Regions from separate parts of the Mus musculus genome. Here all the other regions are linked to region 2. The links are chromatin contacts, called in public ChIA-PET, HiChIP or PLAC-seq and promoter capture Hi-C maps. All regions are on one chromosome and are shown on one strand. Each heading gives the region's core, a stretch centred on a gene start, on an enhancer-like site or on the middle of the called end of the contact. The rest is flanking DNA. Distances are from core to core; before and after follow the strand shown.

Evidence for each region. Promoter capture Hi-C pulls out the DNA fragments that hold promoters and counts their contacts. ChIA-PET counts read pairs in DNA pulled down with a chosen protein or histone mark. HiChIP or PLAC-seq counts read pairs in DNA pulled down with a chosen protein or histone mark.
Region 1: a promoter capture Hi-C map of second pharyngeal arch cranial neural crest shows a contact between it and region 2, with 9 times the contacts expected there. The contact joins the enhancer-like site here to the promoter of Sox4 in region 2. A contact is called at or near these places in 3 of 39 promoter capture datasets (the 3T3-L1 cell line, cranial neural crest and second pharyngeal arch cranial neural crest) and 6 of 115 datasets of contacts at active chromatin or transcription factors (the NIH/3T3 cell line, astrocytes, craniofacial prominence and 3 more).
Region 3: a contact with region 2 is called in an H3K27ac HiChIP or PLAC-seq map of embryonic stem cells, with 6 times the contacts expected there. The contact joins the enhancer-like site here to the promoter of Sox4 in region 2. A contact is called at or near these places in 2 of 39 promoter capture datasets (cranial neural crest and hippocampal neurons) and 5 of 115 datasets of contacts at active chromatin or transcription factors (astrocytes, craniofacial prominence, embryonic forebrain and 2 more).
Region 4: a promoter capture Hi-C map of second pharyngeal arch cranial neural crest shows a contact between it and region 2, with 11 times the contacts expected there. The contact joins the enhancer-like site here to the promoter of Sox4 in region 2. A contact is called at or near these places in 6 of 39 promoter capture datasets (the 3T3-L1 cell line, cranial neural crest, frontonasal cranial neural crest and 3 more) and 4 of 115 datasets of contacts at active chromatin or transcription factors (astrocytes, embryonic forebrain, embryonic hindbrain and 1 more).
Region 5: a contact with region 2 is called in an RNA polymerase II ChIA-PET map of neural stem cells, with 16 times the contacts expected there. The contact joins the enhancer-like site here to the promoter of Sox4 in region 2. A contact is called at or near these places in 4 of 39 promoter capture datasets (the 3T3-L1 cell line, cranial neural crest, hippocampal neurons and 1 more), 1 of 484 Hi-C or Micro-C datasets (stem cell-derived neural stem cells) and 7 of 115 datasets of contacts at active chromatin or transcription factors (astrocytes, differentiating embryonic stem cells, embryonic forebrain and 4 more).
Region 6: a promoter capture Hi-C map of second pharyngeal arch cranial neural crest shows a contact between it and region 2, with 8 times the contacts expected there. The contact joins the enhancer-like site here to the promoter of Sox4 in region 2. A contact is called at or near these places in 6 of 39 promoter capture datasets (the 3T3-L1 cell line, cranial neural crest, frontonasal cranial neural crest and 3 more) and 3 of 115 datasets of contacts at active chromatin or transcription factors (craniofacial prominence, embryonic forebrain and forebrain).
Region 7: a contact with region 2 is called in a promoter capture Hi-C map of hippocampal neurons, with 11 times the contacts expected there. The contact joins the enhancer-like site here to the promoter of Sox4 in region 2. A contact is called at or near these places in 5 of 39 promoter capture datasets (the 3T3-L1 cell line, frontonasal cranial neural crest, hippocampal neurons and 1 more), 2 of 484 Hi-C or Micro-C datasets (cerebellar granule neurons and cerebellum) and 9 of 115 datasets of contacts at active chromatin or transcription factors (astrocytes, differentiating embryonic stem cells, embryonic forebrain and 6 more).

What each region holds. Positions count from the first base shown.
Region 1 is chr13:26,079,570-26,082,269 of GRCm38.p6, reverse strand. No RefSeq gene overlaps it. Among named protein-coding and RNA genes, the nearest start is that of Gm11351, 110 kb to the right of the region's middle. Within about 2 kb of position 1,294, at least 27 of the 459 cell types and tissues checked have an H3K27ac peak or open chromatin away from gene starts, as enhancers often do. A contact at or near this core is called in craniofacial prominence and second pharyngeal arch cranial neural crest, where this site is marked.
Region 2 is chr13:28,952,237-28,955,049 of GRCm38.p6, reverse strand. It overlaps Sox4 (SRY (sex determining region Y)-box 4), which reads left to right and starts at 1,351. Exons shown (of 1, transcript NM_009238.3): 1 at 1,351-2,813. The coding sequence starts at 2,029. The region is part of intron 1 of Gm46405 (a long non-coding RNA gene); the gene reads left to right.
Region 3 is chr13:26,112,936-26,115,635 of GRCm38.p6, reverse strand. No RefSeq gene overlaps it. Among named protein-coding and RNA genes, the nearest start is that of Gm11351, 150 kb to the right of the region's middle. Within about 2 kb of position 1,390, at least 7 of the 459 cell types and tissues checked have an H3K27ac peak or open chromatin away from gene starts, as enhancers often do. A contact at or near this core is called in embryonic stem cells, where this site is marked.
Region 4 is chr13:26,538,202-26,540,901 of GRCm38.p6, reverse strand. No RefSeq gene overlaps it. Among named protein-coding and RNA genes, the nearest start is that of 1700092E19Rik, 230 kb to the right of the region's middle. Within about 2 kb of position 1,376, at least 4 of the 459 cell types and tissues checked have an H3K27ac peak or open chromatin away from gene starts, as enhancers often do. A contact at or near this core is called in second pharyngeal arch cranial neural crest, where this site is marked.
Region 5 is chr13:26,574,788-26,577,487 of GRCm38.p6, reverse strand. No RefSeq gene overlaps it. Among named protein-coding and RNA genes, the nearest start is that of Hdgfl1, 190 kb to the left of the region's middle. Within about 2 kb of position 1,422, at least 34 of the 459 cell types and tissues checked have an H3K27ac peak or open chromatin away from gene starts, as enhancers often do. A contact at or near this core is called in astrocytes, neural progenitor cells, neural stem cells and 1 more, where this site is marked.
Region 6 is chr13:26,282,795-26,285,494 of GRCm38.p6, reverse strand. It overlaps 1700092E19Rik (RIKEN cDNA 1700092E19 gene), which reads left to right. Exons shown (of 3, transcript NR_045933.1): 3 at 1,232-2,336. Among named protein-coding and RNA genes, the nearest start is that of 1700092E19Rik, 28 kb to the left of the region's middle. Within about 2 kb of position 1,389, at least 28 of the 459 cell types and tissues checked have an H3K27ac peak or open chromatin away from gene starts, as enhancers often do. A contact at or near this core is called in second pharyngeal arch cranial neural crest, where this site is marked.
Region 7 is chr13:26,149,138-26,152,055 of GRCm38.p6, reverse strand. No RefSeq gene overlaps it. Among named protein-coding and RNA genes, the nearest start is that of 1700092E19Rik, 160 kb to the left of the region's middle. Within about 2 kb of position 1,420, at least 7 of the 459 cell types and tissues checked have an H3K27ac peak or open chromatin away from gene starts, as enhancers often do. A contact at or near this core is called in hippocampal neurons, where this site is marked.

The sequences.
Region 1 (2,700 bases), core at 45-2,544, 2.9 Mb after region 2:
AAAAAGGACTCCTAACCTAATAATAGGCTCATGCAGTGGTGTGCGTTTTGTACTGAAACCCTTCTCTGTTCTCATATAGGCTAATTCACTTTCTTTTTCTTGGCAGTTCATCCACAGCCAGGCAGCATAAATTCTACGTTTGCCTGGGATGAAGAACCAAGCCAGGTTCCTCTGTGGCCGTATCCAAACTCAGTATTTCCTAATGGTACTCAGATTTCTACCGTCAGAACTCTGAGTTCCCAGTGCCCGAAAAACCAACCTAAATGTTTGTAATCTCTTATAACACACACACACACACACACACACACACACACACACACACACACACACAGAGAGAGAGAGAGAGAGAGAGAGAGAGAGAGAGAGACTGGCAGACAGACAGACAGACAGACACATTCACATACTTACACCTGGGATTTTGCTTGTGTACTCTTCTGTTTTTTTATTTGTTTATTTGGTTTTGGTTTTGGGGTTTTTGTTTTTGTTTGTTTGTTTCTTTGTTTGTTTTTTCTGTCTAATGGCTCTTTCTCTTGAGGATATTCATACCCTATTCCTCAGTTCAGTTTTTGTTGAATATGTGAATTCAGAAGACTACACATTCTGTCATCTGCATTTCTCTCCTTTTGCTTCAAAAACATGCATTTCTGTTTTTATATTTAATTGATTCATTTCTCTGGAAATCTGTAAGGAAAGAAGTTAAAAGTGCTGTTTACATAACTGTCATATTATTACCTAAATGATGGGGCATCTCCAACACTCTACACATGCGGTTAATGTATCACAATTCAGCATTTTCTTGCACTAAATGCATGCTTGTCAGAAAACAGCAGAGAATGTGTCCCAAGCAAATATCCATCATCGTGTTTGCAGGTGGGACTTGTGTAGCAGAGAAAGGGCCAATCTATTTCACTGCCTGTCAGCGGTATTGTCAGCAAAGAGGAGAACAGTGTTAATATATAAAATGCTTTGCTTGCATCCATAGAAGACTTGGGTTTGCTCTGTCAGTAGCCAGGCATTTTGCACATATTTTCAGTAAAGTGATGTGGGCCTTCATTTAAAAGGCCAGCTGATGGACTAATACCAGATTTTATTGAGACTCTCATGATGAAAAGGCCACTTCTTCTTGGTACCATCCCTGGGGTTATGCTGCATACCTCTCCTCCAATAATTGTGCACAGCAATAACAAGCCAGTGGCTGTGCACAGTAATTGGCACCCCCTCACTGCATTTGTGAGTAGTCGATCTGAGAATTACTGAAATCGAACAACAGCCACAGTGACTGCAAGACTGAGGCACATATTGATCTAGAAGGAATAGGATGGATCTGTCAGGCCTGGGCAGAATACATCATCCTCCTGGTGAGAGAATTCTTCCTGCAGAAAAAGGAAATAATTATTCTCTCCAATGATACACTCTAAACAAAAGCATTCACACTCATAAAGGAGCCTTTGACATGGGAAAAATAGCTTTTTAATAATTTTGTAGCTCTTGCTTTAAGAATCATTTCTTTGTGATCTGCTCAAGTTTTTTTTTCTGAACCTCCTCTAGTCTATTAGTACACTGAAAAATGTTTAATCGCTGTATTCAGATTTCAATTCCCATTTAACCAGCCTTCAGTTAAAATGGAAAGAGGCAGACCCATTTAGTATACACAAAGTAGGAAATAATTGCGTTGGAAAACCCCAAAACACACAAATCAGAACCAGCTGTTGCCAAGCAAGTATGGAAAGCTGTACTCTGGACTTTCCATGGCCTGCAGCAGCGATGTTATACAAACAGCAAGTCCCCACGGTGTCTCAGCAGCTACTCAGGCAGTGGAAAGAATTAGGTATCAAGCTAAAGGTTTACCAGATGGAGATTCAATCAGTTTCTTTTGTGCAAAAAAAAAAAAAATCTTTATCTAGAATGAATATTTAAGAATAGCTACATTTAATTTTGAAAATTAGCAACATTTTTTAGCATCATTTCTGAGATGAACAATAAGCACTAGGGAGACTAAGTGGAAGCTGTATGCATAAAGCAGAGGACATGTGTAAATAAACAAGTATAACCTGAAAACAGCCAACTGAGTGTAAGTGGCAAGTTCATTATGGGAAAACAAACAAATAAACAGAAACATTGTTATATTGGGTTGCTGGGCTCAAGATTGGAGATAACAAATTGTTTCTCTAATAAGAAATAGACTTGTATGCACATCATTGTCTTACAAGTTGGTGCTGCCATTCTTGATATCAGAGCCCTGGTGCGGTGGCCCAGAGCAAAACTCCCAAAATGTGTACTCCATGGTAAGCTGAATTTTGAACTTTCTCTTCCATTTTCTAAGTACTTTAACCCCCACCAGTTTCTTCTTTGTTGCTTAAAGTGCATTCTGTTTCCAGTAATCTGAGCCATTGATTGTTCAAGGTATTTACAGCTGTCCAACCTTATAGGGAAATTCCCTATCTAGGCTCCTTCACAGGCCCCCACCCCACCCCTGCCCAGGCCTCCGTGATTTCTTGTCTCATGTGAAATTTTTCACTCTAAGAGCAACACTGATGTTCATTATAGTTGGCAGAAGAATAAGCATTTTCGGTTTGTGTTGCAAGATTCAGGGTAAAGAAAGATCCCACTTGGGGAAAGCCTTGGAATAAGGTAAGAAAACTATACATTCTTTGAAAGGCACTCTTTGGCAAATCATAAGTGCACTGAAGTTGGAAGAGT
Region 2 (2,813 bases), core at 102-2,601:
GAACATCGTGCTGCTCTTACTAGAAGTGGCATTTGCATTAGGGAGAACTCGGAATGTGTGTTAGAATCCAGAGGGCTCAGGACACACATCCGTGGTTTATAATCACACACTCACCGGGCACTAACACAAGCCCTCTATAAAGCTCACAAGGTTCCCAAAGCACAGAAGAGGAGGACAATGAGACCCAGAAAGAAAGATCAGGAGAGGGACTTGAGATAGGTCCAGCAGCCCACTCCCCTGTGCCACCCCTTTCTCTTCTTGGTCTTTTAGGCCCAATTGCTTCAAGTAGCACAGACACACGGGAGACAATGGGTAAGAAAGAGAGGGGGAAGGAGAGCACATAGCGAACCCATCTATCCTTTGGATATTGTGGAAAACAAACATTTAGAAAGTGAAGTCAATCCCATCCTGTATTCACCATGATCGCCCTATACAGAAATCACACAAAGTCTCTTATTGAGGTAATTATGGGCCACTGCCTTAGCGTTCCACAGAAAATCTTGTTTGGCCTACCCAGGATTTATAGGGGAAGTGAAATCATTAAATAACTAGTTAACCTCTGTTTGGCAAAAAGAGTAAGTAATTACTGAAAAGGGGAGAAAGAAAAAAAAAAAAAAAACCCTGCCTTTCACAAACAGCACAGATAGCATCCTGAAGGGATTTACACAATACACCAACGTTTGTTCTGTACCCAGAGTTGTTAAAATAATTGTGATGACAGGTGTCTAGGTACCACTTTCTTAATGGTTTTCAATATCCATTGATTTATTATTGTGGCTCCCCCCACTTACATCTCTAGCTCTAAGAAGGGGCTAAGAAAAGAGATTTTGCACCAAAGGCTGATTCTTTATTCCTGGGCTGAAAAGAACTAATAAAAATAATCACTCGGCTTTTAAGCAGAAAGCTTCCATTTACAGTATTTCACCCTTACCCCCCCTCCAAGCCCCTTGTTATCTAACATAATGGCTAGAATACATTTCCGTCTCTCCCCTTAATAACTTCATGCATTAACATCCTCTTCACACATGCGCGTGCGTGCGCGCGCGCGCGCGCGCACACACACACACACACACACAGAGGCAAACGCGCGCGCACCCAGCAAAAGGCGGAGGTGGGGGGGAAAGAGGCAGCAGAAATCTCAGCTGTACTTCTAGCCCTTTTAAAAAGTTTGCTCTGTAAATTGGAATGAGGTCAGATTTGGAGCTTCTCATTGCACGCGGAGATTATTATTGCATCGGGTTCCAAGCCAATGGGAAGGACGGGGGAGGGGCTTGGCACGAGGAAGCGTTAGTTACAGCGGCTGATTGGCTGTCTGAGAAAGGATAAAGAAGCGCGAGGCGGAATTGGGGTCTGCTCTAAGCTGCAGCCAGAGAAACAGAGTGAGGGGAAGAGGGCCGTCTCCCTCCCGGTTTCCAGTTCTTGCACGCTGTTTCTTAGAGAGTCTGCAGTGGGGGAACTCTGCCGGTAACCAGCTCCCCTTCTTGCAGGAGGGAGGGAGAAACATACATTTATTCATGCCGGTCTGTTGCATGCAAGCTTCTTGGCTTCCTACCTTGCAACAAAATAATTGCACCAACTCCTCAGCGCCGATTCCGCCCACAGAGAGTCCCGGAGCCAGAGTCGCTTTGGCTTTGCACTGCAGGAAAGGGACTTAGGCGCTAGAGACGATGTCGCTTTCCTGAGCTACCGCGAGCTCTCGTGAACTGCAATCGACTGCTTCAGGGAAAGGGGTGGGGGAAAGACTTGCCCCGGAGGCGGCGAGAAACTTGCGTTTGGAAGATACTCCGGCTACCAACGTTTGGAGAAACTCCTCGCCGCGGCCGACTCCAGCCTCGGTGCCCGCAGGGAGCACTTCAGCGGTGAGGGAGGACGGAGGGCCTCGGGGACTCTAGGTTGGCGGCGGGAGGCGGCCGCCCCTGGCCCGCGCGCCGCTCAGGGGACCCTGGTCTCCGCCCCGGGGAGCCCGCAGGGCCCGGCGACCGCGCCGCGAGCGTGTGAGCGCGCGTGGGCGCCCGGCAAGCCGGGGCCATGGTACAACAGACCAACAACGCGGAGAACACTGAGGCTCTGCTGGCCGGGGAGAGCTCGGACTCGGGCGCCGGCCTGGAGCTGGGCATCGCGTCCTCCCCGACGCCTGGCTCCACCGCGTCGACGGGCGGCAAGGCGGACGACCCCAGCTGGTGCAAGACGCCCAGTGGCCACATCAAGCGGCCCATGAACGCCTTTATGGTGTGGTCGCAGATCGAGCGGCGCAAGATCATGGAGCAGTCGCCCGACATGCACAACGCCGAGATCTCCAAGCGGCTAGGCAAACGCTGGAAGCTGCTCAAGGACAGCGACAAGATTCCGTTCATCCAGGAGGCGGAGCGGCTGCGCCTCAAGCACATGGCTGACTACCCTGACTACAAGTACCGGCCGCGAAAGAAGGTGAAGTCGGGCAACGCGGGCGCGGGATCGGCGGCCACAGCCAAGCCAGGGGAGAAGGGCGACAAGGTCGCGGGCAGCAGCGGCCACGCGGGAAGCAGCCACGCGGGGGGTGGCGCGGGCGGCAGCTCCAAGCCCGCGCCCAAGAAGAGCTGTGGCCCCAAGGTGGCGGGCAGCTCGGTCGGCAAGCCCCACGCTAAGCTGGTCCCGGCGGGCGGCAGCAAGGCGGCTGCATCGTTCTCTCCAGAGCAAGCTGCCCTGCTGCCCCTGGGGGAGCCCACGGCCGTCTACAAGGTGCGGACTCCCAGTGCGGCCACTCCGGCCGCCTCCTCCTCGCCGTCCAGTGCGCTGGCCACCCCAGCCAAACACCCTGCCGACAAGAAAGTGAA
Region 3 (2,700 bases), core at 141-2,640, 2.8 Mb after region 2:
AGGAAAAGAAGATCCAGTGACAGGCCGTAAGTGGTATCCAGTTGAAGGGGAGGCCCCAAGACCAGACACTATTACTGAAGCTATGGAGTGCTCACAAAAAGGGACCTATCATGACTGCCCTCTGAAAGACTCAAAAAGCAGCTGAAAGAGTCAGATGCAGATATTTACACCCAACCAATGGATAGAAGCTGCTGACCCCTGTGGTTGAATTAGGGAAAAGGTAGAAGAAGCTGAGGAGGGCAACCCTGTAAGAGGACCATCAGTCTCAATTAACCAGGACCCCTGAGATCTCTCTGACACTGGAACACCAACCAGTCAGCATACACCAGCTGATATGAGCCCTCCAACACATATGCAACAGAGGACTGCTGGGTCTGGGTTTAATCAGAGAAGATTCACCTAACCCTCAAGAGACTGGAGGCCCCAGGGAGTTTAGAGGTCTGGTGGGGTTGGGGATGGGAAGACATCCTCGTGGACACAGGGTTTGGGGAGAAGGTATGGGATGTGGAACAGTAGGAAGGTAGACTGGGAAGGGAATAAAATCTGGAGTATAAAAAGAATAAAAATATAAAGAAAATTAAAAAGACCTAAATTTAAAAAAAGCAGTTGTTTATTCTCAGATATTAAGATTGCCTTTTATGATTGATGAGGTTTAAAATTCTTGTCAGTTGGTTGTCGTTCTCCTTTATCAGTAACCTGGATTGATTGTCTTCATCCATTTTGTGCTACTCTAACAAAATGTCTAATGCTGAATAATATCAAAATTAAAGGCGATTTGTTTGACTTACAATACTGGTGACTGGAAAGCGCATTTGATGACAATGACCGCATGTGACCTGTCCAGCAGGTCCAGTTATTCGAGGGTCTCGAGGGGACCTTTTCCTAAGAACCAAATGTGGGGGAGAGAAAAGACAGACACAGGGAACCATTCTGAATAGCATCAAGGTGTCACTGTATTAGCAAGGCTCAAGGCTTAAATGCACAAGCAAAAGGGGAAGTACTTCTCAGCAGGAGGAATGGGGCAGCTGAAAAAGAGGAAGTACTTCTCAGCAGGAGGGATGGGGCAGCAGAAATTTTTCTTTTGGCAACTACTCGGGGAAGCAGGAACTTGGTGGTATCAGGGTACATCTTGAGGTCAGGACATCCAGAGCGGTTGTTCTCGGAGTGGTGTGTCAGTGGCCCGCTTTTGACCACCTTTTCTTCTGGGGGGGGCAGAGAGGCCCATTTCAGAGATCAGGACAATAGTGTTGTCTTAATAGCTCCCAACACGCATGTGTCACAATGTGGTTGATGACCTCAAATGTACTATGCACACTCCAGTGAAATTCTGCTTGGCAGGCAGAGAGGCCTGGAAGCACTCACGAGGCAAAGAGTTTCAAGGAAACTCAACCTCCTGGAACCTCGGCATTCTCATAACCCATATAGTCATACCCTAACCCCGTGTTAGTCTGGTGTATGGATGCATGTGCTCTCTTTTAGTATTATTTATTACAATTGCCTTTAAAGATTGAATTCTGACATAGCTAAGCCTTTGCCAGTGTTCCAATGTCCCAGAAAATCCTTGAAGACAAACTTGGAATTCAGTAGGAATTCAGTAAGAAAGTTATTTATTCAGTAACATTCAAATTTACTTCCAATAGAGAAGGTGAAACTAATTAGGCATTACAAAGATGGAGCTGGGGGTAGGGGGAATAGCTCAGGGCTGGTCTGCAGAGTGTTTACTTGAGACAATAGCCAGTCTTACCCAGACAAGGAAATTCACAATGGCCTAGTGAATAGGTGGATTTACCATGAAAGAGTTAGGGAACCCCCCTGAGACAGGTTTCTTCACTAGGCCCAAAGAAACAGCATAAATCAGGCATTTACTAAGAACCCCTGGTGGTGGGCTTAACAATAGACTAGCATTACGCCTGGCTCCCTTCTTAGTGGCAGCTGCCTGGTCCCCACCTTCTTTTGATGTATACATTCCTTTTTTATTGTGTCACTGTAACTAGGCAGATGTATCTCACCTGGTTTCTTGTTGCTCCTCTGTATAAAAAGTAGGATCTCGATTTGAAAAATTACATTCAGATTCTACACAATCTCTCATGTGATTCTGTCTGTCATTCATTTTGCTGACTCCTTGTCTACCTGCAACCAGAGACCCATTCTATGCAGACAGGGACCAAAAGGGTCTGCGGCACACATGTAGATGAACATGCAAGAATTCACATTGGGAGAGGGGAATTAAGAGCAAAATGGGATTGTGATTTCCTTTTATTAAAACTTTCCCTCAGAGAAAAATGTCTCCTGAGGTAAGACCATCATCTTTCCCTTCACAAGGGAGTCATGAACCAGTTATGTGATCCCCGTCCAGGAGGGTGTAAAGATTCTACTGCCTCCTGAAATTATTGCACTGGAGACCAAGATTCTAGAGTGCAAAACTTTAAGATCGTAACCATATTCAAACACTAGTACTGATCATCCTTTCATCTCAAACTTGAATATATATGCAAATGTTTCAGTCCATCCTACTATGGGTTAAGTGGTGGTCCACAAATTTTAACAAACTGAAAGAAACATCATTAAATTTATACTATATAGTCGTTTTTTAAAACCTGGATTATTGAGAGTACACTATTCGACTAGAAAAGCTGTGATTATCTTAGTTATGCTTTGAAACTATTTTTAAATTTAAACTCATGTGGGAAAAATGTACTT
Region 4 (2,700 bases), core at 127-2,626, 2.4 Mb after region 2:
TCCTTGCAGTTCTTTCAGACAGGAAAAATTATGGGTCAGAGTTTTGACTGTGGGATGGCAACCCCATCCCTCACGTTATGTCTTGTCTTTCTGCTGGAGGTGGACTTTACAAGTTCCCTCTCCCCAATATAGGGCATTTCATCTAAGATCCCTCTAAATATTTAAATCTTAAATTAATAATTGATACTGCAGGAGCAATGAAAAGTTTCTTTGTTTGTAACAATTTATTATGCTGCTATAAGAGGGGAAAGTTTGAATATTCAATAAAACATTGTCAGTATTCACAGAGTGGTCTTCAATCTGAGCGAAGGCACCTCAGACAGTGCTCACTGCTGTCTGGTGTAACAGTACACACAGAGTATAGTTGTTTTGTGTTCAGAATCAAGGATGGAGGGACTTTGTAGGATACAACAGAGGTGAATGGTGCTGGAAGTACCTTGAATGTGTGGAACTTTTGCTTCTGTGTTTTTGGTCATTTTACATTCATAAAACTTCTATTGTTAACCACATTTTTACCATTACACCACATGGGGTTATGTGGTATTTTCTGTGTTGCTACCCACAATTTAAAAGCTGTGGAGTAATGGTTTCCTAGGTTGCTGGTAAAATATTATTTCTGAGTGTGTCCCTGAAGATATTTGCATTTGAACTAAATGACTAAATTCAGTTGATCATTGTCATCTATATGTGCCTGATACCACTGAAAGGCTGAACTAAACTAAACTGGCAGGAAGAGGCAGATTCGTTCTCTGAGATGGGACTTTCTATCTCCTGCTGTCTTGGTGGTATGGCGCTACAATATTTGGCCTTCATACTCATCCAGAGCTCCCCACAGTTTTCAGGGTTGTGCATATGGAGTCAGTTAATCTCTGGCTTCCTGGACTCTTCAGCTTCAATATGAACCCTGTACTTCTTGGCTTCCCTAATTTCATGAACCCCTTTCCACCTCTTTCTTTGGAGAACCCGGATTAATATGGCAAACTTCAGCCATGGGCTGAGTCCTGCAGTGTGCCTGTTTTTGTAAATCCGTGTTTATTGGATCACAAGCCCAATATTGATGATAGAGAAGATGGCTGCTTCTTTTGCTCCCACTGTGAAGATAAGTTGTGATGCCTAGAGGATTCAATATTTTCTATCTTCTCTTTGCAGAAAGTATTTGCTAGCCTCTGACATTCTGACTGAAGATCCTCTTTGTTTTTCTCTCCTTTTTTTTCAGAGATCCTGATGTTTGAGAGAAGGTCTTAACTCTTGATCCTCCTGCCTTCAAATCTTGAACTTGAGTACATGTCTGTACCACCACACCAAGCTTAGGGATCTCTTTTTACCTTTTTCATAGTCAAAAAGTTCATGTCTATTTAGCTGTGTTTTAAACTGTTAAAGTCATTCCAGGGCCTGGTGCATAAAGTATCTTTTTACAAAAGCAAGAACACTTTCTATTTTAAAACTGCTTTCAATTAGTAAAAAACATTAAATAAGAGGACAATGAGAACTATACTAACGGCAGGTTAAAGGTTAGTGGCATCTCTAACGAGGCTAAGTAATCACCTGACTATCTTAATGTATTCCTAACGTCAAAGGGACACAAAAAGGTTTGTACCATGAAGAAATAATAAGTAAGCAAGTGAGACTTCTCCATTGCTCCTACTAAAACCAAAACAACCCTTAACACAAATATTTTTTTAACAAGAATTATTGCCATAGAGACTAGTGCCCACAGTAGATCAGAGAGCAACTTGAAACCCCCGCATCCCAACAAAGGAAGGTCACAGGTCTGTAGAGTGTTTTCCTTCACACTGCTCTAATGATTAGAAACAGACCTTATGAACATTGGAAATATGGACTCATTACATCTCTGTACAGCACTGCATTCCTTTTCTTTACAAGGCACTGTTTTCAGCAATAAAGTCACAAAAATAAAAACATATATAAGGATAAGAAAAGAGGTACAGAGAGATACTCATTATTTTTATACCATCAATTGACAGGAACACATTAAGGACATCACTACTGGGAATGGTGCTTGGGCATGACAGTCCATTAGGCAACTTATTTTTGGATACTCATTAGGAGGCAGCTATGCCTAATGCACTGTTGTCCCTACCTAGTACACAGGGAAGGCTTTCAAAGTCTGTTAGTTACTACCAGAGGATCATAGTTTTGACTACAAGCTCTAGAGACTTCATCAGCTTCATTTGTTTCCATCAGAACTTATTCCTGTAAGACATTATAACTTTGTCAATCTTCCTGACTTCTGTATCACAGATTTTGTAACACACAGTCTATATTGTGCCTATCTTGCTTATGCACGTTTGAGTCCTTATAGCAGACACTGTAGGCTTTTTAATTGCTAAAACTTTTCACTCTTGCCATGTGCAAACACTAAACCTGTTCTATGCAAAGCAATTGCTGATTGCACTGAACCCTGTACTAGTTACTTTGCTTGTTGTGAACAAATGGACAGGCAAGAGGCAGCCTAAGATTGAAAAAGTGTATTTGGGGTTTTAGTTCAAGAGGATGCAACTAGCAGGAGGATGAGGTGTCTAAGTCACATTGCACATGTAGTTAGGAAGTAGAGATTCATGAATGTTGATGTTCAACTTGTTTTCTCCTTTTATTCAGCCTGGAATCCCAGGGCATGGGATGGTGCTGCTCATATTTACAATGGACATTATCTTCTTAAAGTTTCTAGAAGCATTTTAA
Region 5 (2,700 bases), core at 173-2,672, 2.4 Mb after region 2:
AAATATAGATATAGTCTAGAACTTGGAAAGGAGACAAGGGAGGATAGTATTAGTTCATGGGGCAGGATAGAATCTAGGCAATAATTCTGGAATCCAAGTAACATGTTGCGCATAGATATGTGGGGTGATGTCATTCTCAAAGAGGCTTACGACTCTGTTTGTGAGCACAGCAGCTTTAGTTTTTGTGTTCTACTTAACAGTAGGTCATTGGGCTTTGGGCAGGATACACCACTAGCTTCTATTGAAAACATCTCAAACAGTAATGCTAAGGCTGAAAGTACATTAACAACATATATGTGACCTGACCTAATCTTTTGATATAAGTTGATCTTTAATGATTAAGAAATTACCAGAAAGGAACAAAATTAACTCTATTGATGGGCGATGACTTACAGCATTTTGTTTTCTAATGCTAAGTCTTAATGCTACACTGATAAGAACTGTAAAGACAGGCATGATGGTCAGCTGGGGCTCTGCCTTGTTCCAAGTTAACATATGTTGCTTTTAGAGCCTGTACAGACACTGTTTTATTTGGCCTCTTATCTCAGGATGGTTGACAGTGGAGGGGTTCTAAAATATACTGGAAACTGACTCACTCCTGACACACCTGCTATAACTTGAGTTCTGATCCACAGCAAAGAATTGGTGTTTGTTTTGTTCATTTTTTTTTTTTTGAGATACCCTTAAAGAGCAAACTCTTAAAAGGAAAGACAATCCCATTTCCAACACGTGTCTTTGGCCTAATGGGCTTTCAAATATAAAGTAAAATTCTGTTAACATGGACAGATATGGATCTTTTACCTGTTACCCATTTTCTTCTTATGTTACATTAAAGAGGAAGGAAAATATTGGAGAGAAGAGAAAGAAGAAAGGAAGGAAGAGAGAACACTTCAGGAGTTCCCTTCCAGAAGTTACCCAAGTACACTTATAAAAGCAAAATGCATGTTCAGATCAACTTGAATTTGCATAAATTAGCATGCTGCCCTTTGTCAATTTGGTAGTTCTGTTGCTCCCTCTGCCAGGAATGCACTAAGTGCTGGAAAAATGACAGAAATGACTCCAGCCTTACAAAGCAATGGTTCAAACCAACAAAGAGCCCCTACCCTGAATGTTTAACACTCAAAAAACGAGCACCACTAAGTGGCATCCAGTTTCTATTATCCATACAGCTGTCTTGATGTTTCCTTCTGCATCGAACAGTTATAAATTGGCTAAATGTCCCAGGCTTTGGACTATATAGTAGAAGATAGGTCAAAGCATGAAAGAGGGTAGTCAGATTCAGAGAGAAAAGCAAAGAAAAAGCCTCAACAGAGCTGTCATTATTTTCTCTTGCCAACTGGCTTTCAGAAACCTCTGACATCCTTGGTCAGATGCTGAGCATGTGATGTGGCATCACCATGGCTGGCACCCTTCACAGAGTGGGCCTCTACTGTGCAGGTGCTCCTGTTCCCAAGGGTCTTCCAAGAAGCAAGCTCCTCTCTAAAGGGATTGCACACAGTTGCCTCTTAGTTTAAATGGGACACTTATGGAAACACAGGATGCCTTGTTGCTAAACTTAGTAGCTCCTGTTGCTGCCTGTACCCTGATTTGCAAATGAGAGAAGCAGATGCAAGTGATACAGGCTTCCTAGTTCTTGTCTTACTGCTTATTTAAACTAGTGCCCACAATGATATATGAGATGAGGTGACAAGACAGAACAATGACATCCCAAATGTCTGGATCATAGTTATAACGGCTATGTATTATCTAGCAGTTGGTGTTGAAGCTCATCCACCCCAAGACAAACTCAGTAATGACCAGTCACACCCACAAACAGTAAGGAATCTAGTATTTACAAGCTGGTTTCACTGAGACCAACTGCTTTGACTGTTCTTAAGTCAGACCCTTTCATCGAAGTGTATCAACTTGTTTCCTTACCAATCATTCATCTTCTTGAAATTGGAATCATTTTCTTAGAGAAACCTAAGAATCAAATGAGATAAAATGTGCTTAAGATCTTTACAAGTAAAGTGACCGTTCGTGATCTTCTCGGTGGCCACAGATTTGGCTTTCTTTGGATAAACTATAAATCATATTCTTTCAACTCCTTCAGACTTCATCCTGTTGACATACAGTCAGAATTACAGAGTGAGAGTCTAGAATCCTGCTCTAGGATCCATTCTACCTTGTGGTTTGAGTAGAGACACTGCATCCAGTAACTCTCAGTCCCCATTTTATTTTAGCCATTTTGGTTTTCTTTCTACATTTTTAAAACATTGTCATGGATCCTGTTTTGATAAGAGGGTAGATCTGAGGAGTCTGTGTCTCCCCTTTGGTGCCTATTATAGTTGTGTGTGCTTTAAAATTTTACTAAATATGAGAAACATTTTAAAAATTGAAAGTAAAATGTGACCTGCCCCAGGCTTCTACTAGCACAAGGACCCTCATTAATATTCTAATTGAGTGTCTTGAGCTTTAAATAGCATTTGGTCTTCGAGCTCTTGCCTGAGAATCTATAATGCATGTGTCTTACAGCCTGGATATGACTGGAATCCTTTCTATTTATACCTTCCTGTTCCTAGCAAACCACTTCCCATGATTCATTTTTATTGGCAATCAAACAAGCGCTGTACTAATGGCATGTAGAATTTAATCAATTAATGGAGTTCAATAGGCCATTTCCACTTGCAATATTTAGAGAGGTTAATTTTGCAAACACTC
Region 6 (2,700 bases), core at 140-2,639, 2.7 Mb after region 2:
TATTTTAAATAGAAGATTGGGTTTAAATTTTGTATTACATTTCAGAGTACAACCTGTGTTCTTTCCTCTGCACATGTAGACTGAGGCTTGGAGTTCAAACTCAGAAAGGCAGGCTTGGCATTAAGTGACTTTACACATTGAACCATCTCCCCTGTCCTAGAGTTTCTTATAAATTTCTCTATTTCACCATTTGTTGAGACAGCAACATCTATAAATACAGAGTAGAAATTAATAATCATCATTAATCATACAATAATTATTCCTGTAATTATAGTATCACCATTATAATATTGCAAATATTGTTAGTAAGTTTTAATTGGAACATCATGAAAATATTAAAAGTACCTCAGTAAACAAGCCTAGTCTATTAATTCTTAATCAGAACGTATAAAGCTATTTCTCCTTATTCTCCCTTACCTTTATAATTTGTACAAAGTTTATTTAGTGAAAGGATTTATTTCTGTTTACTGATTCTGCATGTTTAAAATAAAATCTCTAGGATACAAAAGAAAGTCCAATTTGTAAATATAAATAAAAGCCACAGTAAAATATTCAGCATAAAATACAGCTACAAGCTATTTTACATTTAAAGAAAGTCTGACTTTAAAATATCAGTTACAGGTCATTGATGGGGTAGGAAGGTCAAAGCTGACACAGACAATCTTCTTTAAACCATAGTGCATAGACAGAACAAGTCTTCAACAATTGGGTTTATTCTGCTTATTTCACCCGTGGAAGAGATGAAAAAGGTAGGGACGATGAGGGTGACAGAGAAACAGAGAAGGACATGGATAGGGATGGATGGATGGATGGATGGATGGACGAACAGATGAAGGGGTAGGTGGATGGAGAGAGATAAGAGAGAGATAAAGAGACAGACAGACAGACAGACAGAGAATATATATATATATATATATATATATATATATATATATAGAAGGAGAGAAAGAAAGAGAGAGAGAGAGAGAGAGAGAGAGAGAGAGAGAGAGAGAGAGAGAGAGAAGAAAGAGAATGCCTTAGAGGTTTCTTTGCTTTTAGGGACTATGATGATTTTGTGTTTTATCCCAGTAACTCAGCCAAAATGAGAACCAGGCTTTGGGTGTGTTATGGCATTATTTTGAACCATGTTAGTGCATGCAAGGAACTTTGGTTTGGTTTGGATCGTGTTGCAGCATAAATTAACAAGGTGTCAAATGCACATCATGACCCCAGCTTTTTTTTTCCTCTTCAGCAAGCTGAATTCATAACAGCACAAGACTCCTTCTGCAGTTCAGCAAATCGTGTGTGGTGTACCAGCTCAGCGAGTTCTCAGCCTCACAATCTCCTCCATGCCACCCTTCATCTGGGAGAAAGGAGGGGGCTTTCCACAGTCTGTGACTCACAAGAGCTTGGATTTTGAACTTGTTCCCTGCCCACTGTGCATGCACATGGCCGCTGTTTCCTCCACCAACTGTGGAGAGTACACCTTACAGAAATTGCCCTCTCAGCTGCAGATTGTCTGCACACAGCACTGCCCTGGCTTTGGAAAGTACTCAACTCTCTATCTCCCCTGAGCACATTGAACAGCTGAGTTGAAGAGTGAAAACTGCCAGAATGCTAATCGTGGGAAGAAAAAATAATAATAATAACAAGATCCAGATGGGGTAAAATGGACATGTTTCATTTACCCTGGGAGACCTACAGTATATCACTTGCAGTGCACAGACATTGAGTTTCAGCTCTTTGTAAACAAATACTGCAGAGGCATATGCCACAAGATTATAAACATGGTGAGCCATAAATTCGATGGGCTGTGCACTGCTCTCTACACACAACCAGCGTTCTTAGCAGGATCTGGGGCTGCAGTCTGTTCTCTTGGCTGCTCTTCAACCCTGGGGATTCAGCTTACCCAAGGGGCCATTCCTGAGGGGGGCAATCACTTTAATGAAACACACAAGCTTTTCACCAGAAAGAGAGAAACTCTCGCATTCTGGTTAGACCTGTGTGGGCTCTGGGCAGCTGTGGGGTTGCTGCAGGGATCCTGAAGACCACAAATGCTGCACTCAGCCTTTTGTGTGTAGAGACAGGTGGCTCTGGCAAGCAAATTTGTAGGTTTCCGATCCCGGTTCTGCTCTCTGCCCATCGACACTGACTTAGCAGAAATGTCACACACACATTCCCTTAAAAAGCATACAGGCAATCCTGAACATTGCTTTCAGAAAGGGCTCAGAAGACCATGAAAGAAACTATGAAAACCCAATTAAATTTTTTTTTAATTGGCGGATAGGTATATACAGTGTAGCAGTATCTAATGTTATTTTAATGCACAAATAAATAAACTGTATGATATTGAAACCAGTATAGGCAACCTCAGACCCTTTTTTACTTTCCTCATTACTGTGACCATAGCCATAAACTAGGGAGGATTTACTTTGGCTTACAGTTTGAGGAAACAGTCAATCGTGGGAAGGAAGACACGGTAGATGGGGTCCCATATAAAACAAACCCAGAAAAAACCAAATGTGATTTGTTCTATCTCAGAGAATCAGGAGGCAGAGTTAGCCCTTCTGGATAGTGGGCCTACTTGTGTCCTTTTAGCCTTCATCTATGGCTCTTTCTTTCCCAGAAAGGCCCCATGTACAAAACATCCCACAGCCTCCCCAAATGGGCAACCAGCTGGTGACACAGAGCTCGATCATATGAACCCAGAGCGACATTTCA
Region 7 (2,918 bases), core at 171-2,670, 2.8 Mb after region 2:
GAAGAATGAATGAAGTTATTGTTACAATTGAACTGAAGAAAGCCAACATCCAGAAATAGAAATCAAACAATGTACTTTAATGTCAGACATCTAAAACTCACTCATAGACTTCAGGGCTCTCAAGGCTTGGACATTTTCAAGTCTCTGGCTATGCTATATGCAGAACAGAGTTTGACTGGTAGACTGAGACCAAGTCCACTGCATCCCCACTTCTGTTATGTCTGGTCGTCCCATGGTGCTGACATTTTCAGCATACTGGCATCTCTCCAAATACTGAGGATTCTTCTTTACCAATGGACTCCCCTGGTTTGTTTTGTTTTGTTTTGTTTTGTTTTGTTTTGTTTTGTTTTGTTTTTACAGTGTCAAGACTCAGCAATTTTCATGACTTTTTATTTGCCACCAAGCAAGTATCCATTATCAAGTTCTTCTACCAGTTAGAGGTGCAGTCTTGAGCCCTCTGGAACACTTTCCTCTGAAACTTCACTAGCCCGACTTCCACCGACTGTATTTCTTTCACCGTTATCTTCAAGTTTTTCATAACAACTCATTAAACTCTGAGTACTCAATGGCTCTTCCTATGCAAAGCTCCAAATTCTTCAACACTCTTCACACAAATCAGTCTAAAAAAAAAGTTTGTTCCATCATTACAGCTCCTTACCTTACCAATATGAATTCCTATCCTTATAATTTGCTTTCTAGTGATGTGATAAAACACTGATCAAAAGCAACTTGAGGAGGAAAGGATTAAGTTTGCCTCTGGTTATTGTCTATCATCAAAGAAATCCAGGGAAAGTGTTCAAGACAAGAACCTGGAGGCATGAACTGAAGCAAAGCAGAATCATGGAGTTTTGTTGCTGGTTCCTTACTTCTGCTGCTAAGGAACGGCCCTGCCCACAGCAGTCTAGATCCTCCTACATAAATTAGCAATTAAGAAAAGGCCCACAGACAGGTCCACAAGGCCACCCTGATGGAAGTTATTCTCCAGTTGAGGTTCTGTAACCAGCATGAGTTAGAAACAGCTTCTCACACTTATTTTAGTTCTGCTACAGAAGTAGTCTGGCTTACAAAGCTCTTGCCAAAATTTACGACATTGAAAGTTAGGTGACGAGTGATGCTCTCCCAGATAGCATGCAAAGAGTGAAGTGCTCTATTCAAAAGGCTACCTCCTCAGAATCAAGAGGGATTGCTTTTAGGAATGCACGAAATGCTGAAGCTGAGAGTGAAAACTCTGCTCCTCAATTTTAGCTCTCCCCAGTGGGCTAAGGACTCTTACACTGGTGCTCAAGCTTCTGTCAATTTAACAACATGCCAGCTGCTAATGGCCACTCATGCTTAGGTCAGGATGGCAGAAGGCTCTGTACTGCAGAGGCTTCTGCAAGTTCCAGTGCAATGAGTTAGCCAGGGAAGATGCTGATGAATAATCCCTTCCCACACATGCACAAAAGTTAGCACAAATAGGCTGCTTTCTTGTTTGACTCCCACACTCGGGACTAATGAAAGTTTCTTCTGTCTGTACTCCTTATCTTTCTTCAGGGAAGTACATAATTAGCTAATCTCAGTCTCTTACAATCTCCTGATTCTTAGACTGTACACAAGCAGTTTCTTATGGTGCTTCATCAATGGGCTAGCATTTTGGAAAAGACTGCAAAGATTGCCTTAGCTATGTGAACAACCATTTTCACTCTCTCTCTCTCTCTTTCTCTCTCTCTCTGTGTGTGTGTGTGTGTGTGTGTATGTGTGTATTTGTGTGTTGTATGTATATACATGTACATGTGATATATACATGTAATATACATGTGAAGCAGTGTGTGTGTGTGTGTGTGTGTGTGTGCGCGCATGCGCACGCATACGCAAGGGCTCATGCATATGAGACTAAAGTTTGCATCAGGTGGCCTCCACTATTCCTTTCCATTTTAGCTCATAGACAGGACTGTTACTGAACCAAAAGCTCACTGATTACCTCAACTGGCTAACCCATAAGCCCCAAGAGTCCTCTTATTTCTATCTGACCACAGTTATAGATATGTACAACCACACCTGGATTTTCTGTGGATGATGGGATTCTGGTCCCAAATTCTCATACATTCATGGGATATATCTTACCAATGGAACCACCAGAAACTATTATAAGTCATCATAATTTCATATATTTCTGATTTATTTATTTCCCAAATCCATCTTCTATTGGAAAGCTTATCCAAAGAACCCTTGGTCACTTCCATCAACAACAATAGGCTTACCAGGAGCAGATATTCATGTTCAATTTGTTATTTACATCACTTTATATCAGCTGTAGATATCCAAGGTAAATATAACTCCTCCTCCACTACACAAGAAGAGGTTGAAGGCCAGGTACTGTCTGTATTTGGTGAAACTGCCACCAATTACCACATGGCAGTTTGATGATAAATCTATTTTTAACTGCTGCACTATAGAGAAAGGGAGTTGAGAAATACTTATAGGAAATGTGTGAAAGGCTGTGGTATGGTAAAGATTTGTAGATCTAAATCAAAAATTATATTCTCTTCCTTCTGGTCCCTGTTAGACTCAGGATGCAGAGAGGACAGAAAAAAATCCAAATAAGAATCAACACATTAATCAACAGCTCCATGTGATGATAGAAGCTTACATACCAGTAGTCAATAAGCAGAATCAAGAGGAGTGTGAACCTGAAGTCAACCTAGAAGGTATAGTGAGAATGATTATATTTATATATGGTGTATGTATGTATGTATGTATCTATGTATCTATGTATCTATGTATCTATGTATCCATTCTTTAAGCAGGAAGTCCATCTGCTTAAGTCAGATGATCTAAGTTCTAAGAACAGACAACAGAAACAATGGAAGTCTTGTATTCTTGTGTGGTCTAGTGGAAGGATTCACATTACTCTGGCTTTCTACACAAAGGACTTTCCA